Regions from separate parts of the Sus scrofa genome. Here region 1 is linked to region 2. A link is a contact called in public Hi-C data. All regions are on one chromosome and are shown on one strand. Each heading gives the region's core, a stretch centred on a gene start, on an enhancer-like site or on the middle of the called end of the contact. The rest is flanking DNA. Distances are from core to core; before and after follow the strand shown. Region 1 overlaps LOC110262100 (rap guanine nucleotide exchange factor 6-like). Region 2 has its middle 190 kb from the start of FNIP2.

The links. A called contact is a pair of places that touch in the nucleus more often than the background predicts.
Region 1: a contact with region 2 is called in a Hi-C map of liver, with 9 times the contacts expected there. The contact joins two enhancer-like sites. A contact is called at or near these places in 2 of 47 Hi-C or Micro-C datasets (liver and skeletal muscle) and 1 of 2 datasets of contacts at active chromatin or transcription factors (alveolar macrophages).

The regions. Positions count from the first base shown.
Region 1 is chr8:48,122,483-48,128,708 of Sscrofa11.1, forward strand. The region is part of intron 3 of LOC110262100 (rap guanine nucleotide exchange factor 6-like); the gene reads left to right. Among named protein-coding and RNA genes, the nearest start is that of RAPGEF2, 58 kb to the right of the region's middle. Within about 2 kb of position 2,274, at least 4 of the 83 cell types and tissues checked have an H3K27ac peak or open chromatin away from gene starts, as enhancers often do. A contact at or near this core is called in liver, where this site is marked.
Region 2 is chr8:47,891,893-47,898,135 of Sscrofa11.1, forward strand. No RefSeq gene overlaps it. Among named protein-coding and RNA genes, the nearest start is that of FNIP2, 190 kb to the left of the region's middle. Within about 2 kb of position 1,934, at least 6 of the 83 cell types and tissues checked have an H3K27ac peak or open chromatin away from gene starts, as enhancers often do. A contact at or near this core is called in liver, where this site is marked.

The DNA.
Region 1 (6,226 bases), core at 1,024-3,523, 230 kb after region 2:
CAGAACCTCAGCAGGACTGCATGGCTGGTGTGAAAGTGTCCGCTCCTAAACCTGTGCTTTTGCGCGGCAGTGTGGAGCTGCCTTCAGCTGCTGTGCCGCCAAGGGCTGGACTCTCCTGCTAAGGAACCGAGAGCTGCCCTGGGAAGTGCCTGGTGATCTCGATTCCCTAAGCTGGTGCTGACTGAGACCCAGGCGTTCCTGCATGCAGCACCCAGGCCCGCCTGTAGGTGGAGGAAGATACCCAAGTGGCTTAGGAATGAGAGCTATAGAGAAACTAGCAGAAATTAGATGGGGTGAGTATTTTGAGGTTTGGGAAACAGTGAGTGAGAAGATCACATTAAAGATGGGGTGTAGGTGTGTGTGATGTGGAAGGCGCGCTGGGAGCAGCTGTGGGTAGTGCCGAGGGGCAGGGCGGAGAGAGGGGCCAGGTCACGGGCTCTTCCTGTCCTGCCAGCTGGACCTGCCCTTCTGGGTCAGCCTGGGGGGAATGGGCTGCAGGGACCTCTCAGTCCTCATTGCTTCTGGGTCCTTCTGTCTGATCACACTGAGCGGCAAAGTGCTTGCATTACAGTGGCCTGTTTATGTTTTGTTTGCTTGTTTTTTTTTTTTTTTTTTTGGCTTGATTCATTTCCTCCTCCCTGTTGGTGACATCACATTCAGAGGCCCTCAGAGTGTCTTGTTGCACACCTGGGCTTTTGTGGCTTTCACATGTTGCTTGAAGCATTGGGGTGGGGGGTGGGGAGGTTGGAGTCAAATCAGTACCCCTTCATAGAGCTCCATCTAATGTTTGTAGGTCCTTTCTCCGAGTCCGTGAGACCTGCCTTGCTGGATGCACCTCTTTAATCTTTGGGCTTCCCTTTTCTCCCTGTTCCTGGTGATGTAAGACTATGGTATTTGGAAATGGCAAGTTAGAGTTTATCCAAGATTGCCATGTCAGCAACCCTCGGTGGGATGCCTTAGCTCATAATTTTAAAACATAAGACAACTATTTTGAGAAAAATTAAAATGACATGAGTGAATAAAGCAGATGCAACTAGTCACATCAGTAAGGACAGGATTGTAGTTTTTTCTGCCATTTGTTCCTGTTGGGGTTTGATTTTAACTTGACAAGCCCTGTACATAAGAGCGACCCAGGTTGTTGTTTAGAAGGTGAAGTGATGGATCTGCTGCCAGAGGACCGGTCCCGGGGAGCCTGGGACCACACAGTTTTGACTGGCATTCTAGGTGAGTCACATGCTCATCAGAGCTTGAGAACCACTAGACGGAATCAACTCCCAGGGTGAGTCCTAGGTAATAGGATTAATAATAACTGTTATTATACTAGTCAGCTTCTGTTAGCCTGCCACATTGCCCGTATGTCTGCAAGTGAGATCTCAGATTCATTCTGCTTCCCTCTAAGTGTGGAAAAGTTCAGTGCTGTTGCTGCTAGGTTCTCCTCCTTCACCTTTTCTTAGAAAACACACAGCCATCGCTAGGCCTGCACGGAGCCACCAGGTGGCAGCTGCACTGAGGGGAGTGTTTGCAGAGCTGGAGGGGAGGCAAGGTGTGCCTCCTGTTGAAACACTGCCTGCCTGATGCCTCTCTGCGAATGAGAGACTGAGCGGGGAGCCTGGCCGTTTCTCATGAAGTCAGGAGAATTTTCTGGCTGATTAAGTAAAACAGATTTTTTGGTGGCATCTCACAATAGGGAATTTTCAGACCAGAAACCAACCTTGGGGTACAGGAATGAGGAGAGGTGGAGGGGAGGATTTCCTGGCTTGTGGCTCTTTCCAAAACATCTTTAAAATGAGACTCAGTGTTTTTGTATTCTTAGTTCTAATTAGTTTATTTTTGTAAAGCATGAATATTTTAATTTTTATTGAAGTATAGTTGATTTACAATGTGCATTAGTTCCAGGTGTACAGCAAATGATTCAGTTATACATGTATATCTATTCTTTTTCAGATTCTTTTCCTTATAGGTTATAAGATTATAGAGTTTCCTGGGCTATATCCTTGTTGGTTATCTGTTTTATCTATAGTAGTGTGTATCTTTTCATCCCAAACTTCTAATTTATTCCTCCCTTCTTTTTCCCTTTGGTGTCCATAAGTTTGTCTTCTATGTCTGTGAATCTATTTCTATTTTACAAATAAGTTCATTTTAGATTCCATGTATAAGTGGTATCAAATGATATTTGTCTTTCTCTGGGCATACATCTTTAAAAGAGACAACTCAGTAATAAAGCCATCATGACTCCTGTTTGGCATGGCATGTTGTCAACACTCACCAAATCCAGTAAATGTTTGATCATTCTCTGCAAATATCTGCTCAAGCCAAAACAGCTCTGGTGAGTTACCATTTGAACTTTTCAATAAAGGGGGAGAAACAGCTTGTCCAGCAGGCAGCTGGAATCACCCAGTAAGTGGGAGTGGTTGAGAGGGCCAGTTTCTCAGCCTGACTTCCTCAGCTCTTTGCCGAGGTCTTCCTGATGTGAAGGAAGTCTGGGAGTGTTCAGGGGCCAGTACATTTACTGTCACAGTATCTATCTACCTTGGACTCTGGGTGTCTTTCACTTCATGTGTATTTGAAGATCAGAGCCAGGAAAGCTGAGTTTACAAACCCTGTGTTAATTTTGTCCATAGTCATTTGCCTTCAAAATGAACAGATACGGAATCAGTGACAAGCCAGGGAATATTTGTTCTACTCTCTGCATCACAGTTAATCCGGACCGTGACAGCCTTTGTTGTACTTTGCACCAAGGTAACAACTACAGAATGATCGTTGTTTGTGTGGCCGAGCATCTTTGCACAGCTCTGACCATAGGCTTAGTTAGTAAGTGGTGATCAACCCTGATTTCCTGCTTTTCTAGAATTCATTTTCCTTGACCAACCTTTTGGTGATAAAGGGAACATCATAAGTGCAAGAGCAGATTCAAATAAGTTTACAAGGTATTTCATTTTTTCTTCTTGGTATTTCAGTGTTTTATTACTTGTTAATAAAAAACTTACACCATTCTTGCATCTGACAGAACACATTTTTACTTGACGTAAATCAGAATTAGTAATAATGCTGTCACCCTATGTTAAGAAAGACAGGTACAGTTCCCCTTGTGGCTCAGTGGGTTAGGAACCCAACTAGTAATCGTAAGGATGTAGATTTGATCCCTGGCCTCACTCATTGGGTTAAGGATTTGGTGTTTCTGCAAACTGCAGCATAGGCTGCAGATATGGCTTGGATCCAGCATTGCTGTGGCTGTGGTGTAGGCCAGCAGCTGCACCTCCAATTTGACCACTAGCCTGGAAACTTCCATATGCCCTGGGTGTGGCCCTAAAAAGAAAAAAAAAAAAGGAAAGACAAGTACATTTCCTCCCCTAAACTAGGTAAATGATTGTTGATTGCAAAGCTAATGACTAAAAATTGGAGAGAAAAGGGTATAAATTCTGTTTGGAAGTAATAGGCATTTTCATTTGAGAAATAAATTTACTTTCATGGTTCCACTTGTACTAAAACTTGTTTGACAATATTTTCCTTCCTGTTTTCTTGAGGCTTTGCTGTCAAGCATTCAGTAGTTGGGAAAGTGGTAAAGGATGCTTGAGGGGAAGCAGTGATTTGCTGCTGATTTGCTTTGAAAGCAAATAGCAATGAATAGAAACAGACTCACAGACTTGGACAACAAACTCGGGTATTAAAGGGGACAGGTGGGGGAGGTGTGGACTGGGGGTTTGGGATTGGCATATGCACACTGAGTTATTTGGAATGACTGGCCAATGGGGACCTGCTGTATAGCACAAGGAACTCTATCCAATATTCTGTGATAACCTATGTGGGAAATGAATCTGAAAGAATTGAATGTGTGTAAATGTATAACTGAGTCACTTTGTTGTACAGCGGAAATTACCACAGTTTGTAAATCAACTACTTCAGTAAAACTTTAAAATATGAAAAAAATCGCATTCATGTAAAAAAGGGCATGAATAAAAAATTTAAGAAGAAAAAAGAAAACTGTAGCTTAATGTAATTTTATTTTTCTTATTATCATAAAAGCATCTTTTCTCTTAAGTTCGTGAGCCCACCCTAGTTCTTTTTCTATGAAATTGGTTCATAAGTTTCAGCCAATTTTTAGTGAGTCGTGGGATGTTTTCTTACCTAGAAGAGGTTTATTAAAATTCGCTTTTTTTTTTTTTTTTTTTCTTTTTAGGGCTGCACCTGTGGCATATGGAAGTTCCTGGGCCGGGGGTTGAATCCAAGTTGCAGCTGTCAGCCTACACCTCAGGCACAGCAACACCAGATCTGAGCCACATCTGTGACCTACACTGCAGCTTGTCAGCTTGTAGCAATGCTGGCTGGATCCTTAACCCACTGAGTGAGGCCAGGGATTGAACCTGCATCCTTAAGGATACTATGTTGGTTCCTAACCTGCTGAGCCACAACGAGAACTCCAGAAAAATTAGCATTTTGAAAACATGAGCTGTGATGACCTGTTCCCCAGTTTGCTGCTTCTATTCTGACTTTATTGTGCTTTTTTTCATGTATTAATTTCTTTTACAGAGTCAAGTTTATCAAATTTATTAGTCAGGATACAGGCTTAGCTGCTACTAAAAGAAAAAAAATGCTGACTGCAGCAGTGGCTGGATCACAGGGACCGTTCACTTTTCTTACACGTGGTAGCGGCCTGGGTGCTGGGAGCTAGGATGGTGTGGCAGCTTGCCGCTGTTATGAACCCAGGCTCTTTCCATTGAGTGGGCCGGTCACCCTCAGCCTGCAACCTCTGCCTCAGAGGCTCAGAGGCAGCTGGAACCTCCCAGCCACATCCACATTCCAGGTAATAGACAAAGGACAGGGCTGCCCATCTCTTCAAGGGGACAAGGTGGAGGTCGCCTCTCTCTTGCCCTCACATCCCAGCTGCAGGGGGGGGGGTCTTTGGCAACTGCTGCCAAGCTCTCTCTTTTTTTTTTTTCCTTTCCCAAAATGGATTCCAAGCATTTTTAAAGGATACCAAGTTCTATGTACAATTTTGAATAACCAAGTTATTTAAAACAACAAGCACTATCACCTCATGTTTTTCTTTTTTTCTTCATTTTTTTCAAGTTTTATTGAAGTAGAGTTGATTTACAAGTTTGTGATAATTTCTGCTGTACAACAAAGTGATTCAGTTATACATATACACACAGATTATGACAGAATATTGAATAATATTCCCTGTGCTACATAGCAGGTCCATCATTAAATTTTCATCAAACAGATTGGCAAAACCCCAAAAGTTGGATAAACAGCTTCAGTGACAGGCTGCCCCTCAACGCTGGCTGTGGCCACATGGCTGGTGGCCTCTGCACTCACTGCCCTGTCATTGGCCGATTATCCTCATCCTGCTGGAGCCATCGGCTGCTTGCCTTCTTTGCTCAGATATGCTCTCTTCTCTGTGAGACCTGTCCTGACCCGTTCAAAATTGTAACATACGGAGTTCCTATCATGGCACAGTGGAAACGGATCCGACTAGGAACCACGAGGTTGCGGGTTCAATATATCTGGCCTCGCTCAGTGGGTTAAGGATCCAGCGTTGCTGTGGCTGTAGTATAGACTGGCATCTGTAGCTCTTATTCGACCCCTAGCCTGGGAACCTCCATATGCTAACTACAAAGCAAAAAAAAAAAAAAAAATTTTGTAGCAACCACTCCTACTTTCCTTACCCTACACCAACCTATTCCTTGGAGCACAGGTTTATAATTTACAAATTATTATTTTTATTGTTTATTGTATATACTGTCCCACCAGAATAGAAGCTCCATGAGGGCATGGATCTTGGTTGTTGTTACTTCCTGAAGTATTCTCAGCACCTGGAATAGCCCTGATCATAAAATAGGGGAGGCCATAGGTCGGCACATAAGATGCTGCCCACCTGGGCAGGGAGGACACCATGACAGTATTTATCAGCATTACAGTGTCCATGCCTTTGGACGCAGCAGCTGCATATCAAGTTACTAATTACAGTTACTACTGTGGATATAAGCTTATTCATTGTAGTCTTTATTTTCTTCTAAAATAATTGCATACGTTAAAAACCACTGAAATGACTGGCAATAGGGGGTTGCTACCTCTAACAAGAATGTTGTCTTCTGATGAGAAGATCTCTGAGTTTGCACAAAGGAAGAACACAGGGTGATTTTTTTTGTGAAAAGAGAAAGAGATGGTGGTGGGAATGAGAATAAGGGTCTATCTCTGTGCGTATGTGCCTTGGGACATTCTGGAA
Region 2 (6,243 bases), core at 684-3,183:
ACAGGAACTCCAATATTGGCATTTTAAACATAAGACAATGAATAAAAAGGAATCTGTGCATTATTGAAGTGGGTGAAAGGAGAAAAATAAGAGGAGGTCTGAGAAAAGACCACTTACATACACTCGGTGTTGAAAGTTGATAATGCGGACTTGCAAAAGTGAGCTCAGACCTGTGGGAAAAACAATCCTGACTGAAATAGACAAGGAACTGCCAGCCCAGCAAGGGTCTCAGAAGTGCTGGAAGCAGAGGGGCTGCAGGATTGTACAGGCAGACTGGGGACACAGAAAAGGAACATCACTTCTCTTCCCGAAGTTGACCCCCAGACCTTGGAGGCAGAAGTGGTGCTGTGGTCATGGTGTCACCGAGCCCTCCTGGCCCCCTGGCCCCTTTTGTTTTATCCTGAGTTTTGGATCTCAAGTTTGCAGACAGCTCAGGTCTGGGAGGGTTTGACCAGGTGCTCTGACAGAGCAGTCAGTGTGGTAACAAGTCTATGCTTGGAAAATCACCTAAGCCTTCCAGGGAAGCTGAAAACATGAGAGGTGGTTGTCCACACTCATGTCTTGGGTGGATGTTTTCCTAGCCCCCCTGTGGTGCCTGCAAGGTCACTGTGGCTAATTTTTCTTGCTGACTCCATCATGGCTCCAGGCTTGCTCTCAGCTAGAACTTCTCTAGTGCCTAGAGCATGGCCCCAAAGTGAAAAACTGTTTTCCAATTTGATGTGTGCTGAGGGCTCACCTACAAAAACCCTGCCATAAGGAAAATTTTGTCACCTCCTCCAAACAGGATGAAATTAGAACCGTACTGGTCTGGCTGGAATTTCAGGGCCTGTGTAAGCCAGGGTTTTCCCCAAATGCTGCTGCTGTGAGTGACCATGACGACCTCTGGGTGTGTGTGTGGGGGGGTGTGCCACTCTCAGACACATTTGGGAGCAATATCCATTTGCCTTTGAGAAATTCCTGGCATATGAAAGTGAGTTAAATGTTCTGAGGGGGAGTTCCCGTCCTAGCTCAGCAAAAACGAATCCAACTAGTATCCATGAGGATGCAGGTTTGATCCCTGGCTTTGCTCAGTGGGTTAAGGATCCGGCATTGCCATGAGCTGTGGTGTAGGTCACAGACATGGCTCGAATTTCACGTTGCTATGGTTGTGGTGTAGGCTGGCAGCTACAGCTCTGTGTCAACCCCTAGCCTGGGAACTTCTGTATGCCACCCTAAAAACAAACAAAAAATTTCTGAGAAACATTGCAGCAAATTAACTTGTTTGCAGTTATGTAACCTGGAATTTCCCAAGCTTGGATCGTTTTCCCCCATTGGATCACCTGTACACATTCTGCAGATAGCAGCAGATTTGGGGAAATACTGATCCCCTATATAATGTTTCAGTTGTTGCAAAAGTTTTTGTCATCACCTCATGCTGCTGCAGATGGGAAAGCAGGCGTATAGCTGTAGTTATTCCTCCTCCGTTATTCTGTGGACTCAATACTTTTTTTTTTTTTTTTTTTTTTTTTTTTTTTTTTTTTTTTTTTGCTTTTTAGGGCTGCACTTGCAGCATATGGAAGTTACCAGTCTAGGTGTTGAATTGGAGCTACCGCCATTGGCCTACACCACAGCCACAGCAATGCTGGATCTGAACCTTTTCTGATACCTACACCACAGATCATGGCAACACCAGAAATTTAGCCCATTGATTGAGGCCAGGGATCGAACACACATCCTCATGGATACTAGTCAGATTCATTTCTGCTGCACCACAATGGGAACTCCCCTCAATACATTTTTTAAGAGAATGATTACTTGACAGCTGAACCCAAATTCTTAGTTTTAGACAGAATAGTGGAAAAGGCATAGGCATTGAAAAGCAAGTGCGAGGGGAGGGGCTCCCCAGAGAATCAAGCTTCTCTGGGACTTTTTAGCTGAGTCACTGGACTTTCCTGAACTCTGCCCCTATCTCCTCATCTGTGATGTAGAAATAGTGTGATGCAACATGCATGGCATAGGCAGTTCTGGGATGACCGTCCCTGGCCCCATAGCTGATACAGGGAACAGTCTATACAGCAGAGGCAGCTGGGTACCACTGTCCCTGATCCCCCATGAGCCACCTTCAGTGTGGAGCTCTGGAAACTTCCCCAGTGTTCATCTCACTGAAAGGCTCACCTGTCACCACCCAACCAGTGGAGCAGACGTGGGGTTTCCCTGATGGGCAGTTCCAAGGGTGTTTGGCTTTAAACTATCCACATTTCATCTCCTAACCCTCATCCTCCAAAGTCTAGACTCTGCTGGATCTGACTCCCTGCTTAAAAGTCAAACTTCCAGCTCTTGTCCAATCCACAGTCTCTTTATTTTTCCTTTTACAAGTGTAATCTGTGTGTGACTACTCTAGCCACACCCTCTAGGAGGTTCCTAGTTGTTTTTCATCCTATGGCAGTGATTCTTGGACTGTTCATCCTTTTCTCCAAAACTCCAGCCTTCATTGGCCAGCCACAATGTTGGCAGCTCCTGGGTTAATAAAACCCTCATATGTCTGACCACTTTGAGGTCCTCATTCATATCAGAAGATAAACTCCTTCCACCAAGATGAATCACAGCAGTGATGCTTGAACAGAGCTGCCTGGAGTGTGTCCTCATCCCAAGGGTGGGGGGGGCATGTCATGATGGGGGAAGGACTGTAATGCCATTAACAACTGTACCACCTTCAAGGGTGCTCGTCTGCCTCTTCTTACCCTGGAGAAATTGTGCCTTCAAGGTTAGTGGGTAGATAACACTTCCTCTCTCCCCTCTGTGCACCCAACATGACTTCTTCATCAGTGTCTGAAATTTTGAAGGTACAGTTGAGGATGAGGTTTTGAAGCTAAAAACTACTCAAATCCTGGCTTTGTCTTGTGCTGGCTTTGCAACTTAGGGAACATTATTCAGCCTCTGAGTTTAGGCTCTTCGCCTTAAAATGAGGAAATAAATATACATGCACCCCAATGTTCACAGTAGCACTGCTTACAATAGCCAAGACATGGATGCAACCTAAGTTTCCATCATCAGAGCAATGAATAAAGAAGATATAGTGCATATGTTCAAGGGAATATTACTCAGCCATGATAAAGATGGAAATAATGCTATTTGCAGCAGCATGGATGGACCTAGAAAATATCATATTAATGAATTTGGGCAGAGAAATATAAATATCATATTTCACTTATATGTGGACTCTGAAAATGATATAAATGAACTTATTTACAAAAGAGAAGTAGACTCAGATATAGAGAACAAACTTATGGTTATCACAGGGAAAAGGATCTGGGAAGGATAAATTAGGAGTTTGGGATTAACAGATACACACTACTATAAATGAAACAGATTATCAACAAGGACCTACTGTATAACACAGGAAACTCTATTCAATTATCTTGTAATAACCTATAACAGAAAAGAATCTGAAAAAAGAATATACGTATATTTACATATGTATAATTGAATTACTTTGCTGTACACCTGAAACTAATAGAGCATTGTAAATCAGCTATACCTCAATTTAAAAATGGTTAAAAAAGTGGGAGTTCCATGAGGTTGTGGGTTCAATCCCTGGCCTCAATCAGTGAGTTAAGGATTTGATGTTGCTGTGGCTGTGGCGAAGGCCAGTAGCAGTAGCTCTGACTAGACCCCTAGCCTGGGAATCTCCATATGCCAGCGAATGAGGCCCTAAAAAGCAAAAAAAAAAAAAAGGGGGGGGGGTAGTTCCTATTGCAGCTCATCAGAAATGAACCTGACTAATATCCATGGGGATTTGTGTTCAATTCCTGACCTTGCTCTGTGGGTTAGGGATCCGGGGTTGCCACAAGCTGCTGTGTGGGCTGCAGATGCAGCTTGGATCCAGTGTTGATGTGGCTGCAGATCCTATTCAATCCCTAGCCTGGGAACTTCCATATGCTGCAGGTGCAGCCCTAAAAAGAAAAAAAAAAAAAAGAGAGAAAGAACAATCTTTAGGGTATATGGTTCCTACATTTATTGAAGGGCCTCCAGGGAGTTCATGTTGTGGCTCAGAGGAAATGAATCTGACTAGTCTCCACGAGGACCCTAGCTTTTTCTAGCATTGGTCTATGGGTTAAGGATCTGGCATTGTGGTGAGCTGTGGTGTAGGTTGCAGACATGTCTCAGATCCTGAGTTTCTGTGGTTGTGGTGTAAGCCAGCATCTGCAGCTCCGATTCGACCCCTAGCCTGAGAACCTCCATATGCTGCCACAGATGCGGCCCTAAAAAGACAAAAAAAGAAAAAGAAGAAGAAAAATGGTCTCCAGAGCAAGGGGTCCTCACGGGCCATTAGCAGCAAGGAGCAGTGGTCTCATTTCCTAATTCCCCTTTTACATCTGCTAATCTCCTCGAAGACTTTAGGTCAATCTCTAATAATCTGAAATTAATTTTAGTATTTGAATAATCTGATGCATGAGGTGACATTTCCCTTTTATTCCCTCCCTTTTATTTGGTTTCCAAACGATTAATTATATTAGAGACACTTACTCCAAACTTAGTGTACATAAAAATAACCGAAACCAACATAGCTGCAGCTGCAGATATGATTTGACACCTAGCCTAGGAACTTCCATGTGCCACATGTGCAGCCCTAAAAAGCAAAAAATTTAAAAAAAAATAAAATGGTTTTAAAAAGAAAGAAGAATGATGCCTGTCTAGTAGCCTTGTTGGAAGGAGCGGAAATAATTTTACTGAAAAAAAGTGCTTATTTGAGGACCTGGCACATAATATACAACAACATTATTATTTTATCTCTTCTTCCTTCTTTTTTATTTCTTGTTGTAATTTGATGCTTTCTCTTACCTGTCACATTTTTTAAAATATATTTTAAGAACTTTCACTGATGAACGATTTATTTCTAATTGTGAATAAACATTAAAGCCTTTCCTGAGAGCTTGTCTAGATCAGAAGTTGGCCAACTTTTCCTGTAATGGCCAGAAAAGAGATGATTTGGCTTTGTGTACGGAGTGTACAGCCTCTGTCTCAACTACTCAACTCTGCCCTTTGGGGCAAAAGCAGCCAGGGACACTGTGTAAACAGTGGGCATGACTATGTTCTAATAAGTCTTTATTTATAGACATGAAAATGTTAATTTCATGTGCTTCTCACATTATAAAATTTCTTTTGCTTCCCTCCCCAACTATTTGAAAAATTTTAAACCATTCTTTGCCCGTGAGCCTTTCAAAAACAGGTGGCAGGACAAATCTGATCCAGGAGCCACAGTTTGCCAGGCTCCGAAGAGGGTGGACCCTAAGGAGACAGATGCCATGGAGGCTGGGAGAGCACAGACGGGCGAATCTGGGAGACTTCCCAACAAACTTCACCTGCTGCCAGCACTCAGATAGGACCGGGCTGTGGCTTGTGTTGGAGAGAGGGAAGAAAGTTCCATCCTGAAGCAAATGTCTCCTTCTGATCTCCTCTGCATTTGCAGTGTTTCAATTAGTTAATTAACTCAGTCATTCATTTATTCTGTCGCTGATGTATGTACTCATTTATTCAACAAATATTTATTCAACTAAATGCCAGGCACTGTTTGGAATGATGGGCATAGAGGAGCAAAGGGCCTCTCATCTAATTAAGAGACAGGCGATGCTGGCAAACAATCCAGCATCTTTCATCTGGTGTTATCACTAGTTCTGGTTTCTCTCCATCCAATCCGTGTTCCATGAAGCTGCCAAAAGTAATCTAAAACCAAATAAAAATATATATCTCCTCTCCTAGAAAACATGAAATGGTTTTCACCAGTGCTGATAATTCTTTTTAACCAGATTTCTTAGGATTGTTGACTAGTGTCCTCATAAACTGAGCCAAGCCTACGGACTGAGTCTTACCTTCCTTCACCTCTTCTCATTATTAAAATTCATCTTTCAAGGATTATTGTGAGTGCTGCCTTTTCTGGAAAATACCTTTACTCTCACCAAGACAAAATTAGACGCTTAGCATGCTGCCTTTACAGTAGTTTCCTTTAATTTCATTTTTAAAAATAGCGTACTATGGGATTTACTCAATTTGTCCTAGAAGATAAAGGCTATATCTTATTTATCTCTCTAAACTCTTTAAAAAGGATTTTTTTGTTGTTTTTTTTGTTTTGTTTTTTGTCTTTTTGCCTTTTCTAGGGCCGAACTTGAGGCACATGAAGGTTCCCAGGCCAGGGGTCTAATTGGAGCTGTAGCCACCAGCCTACACCAGAGCCACAGCAACTCAGGATCCGAGCCATGTCTGCGA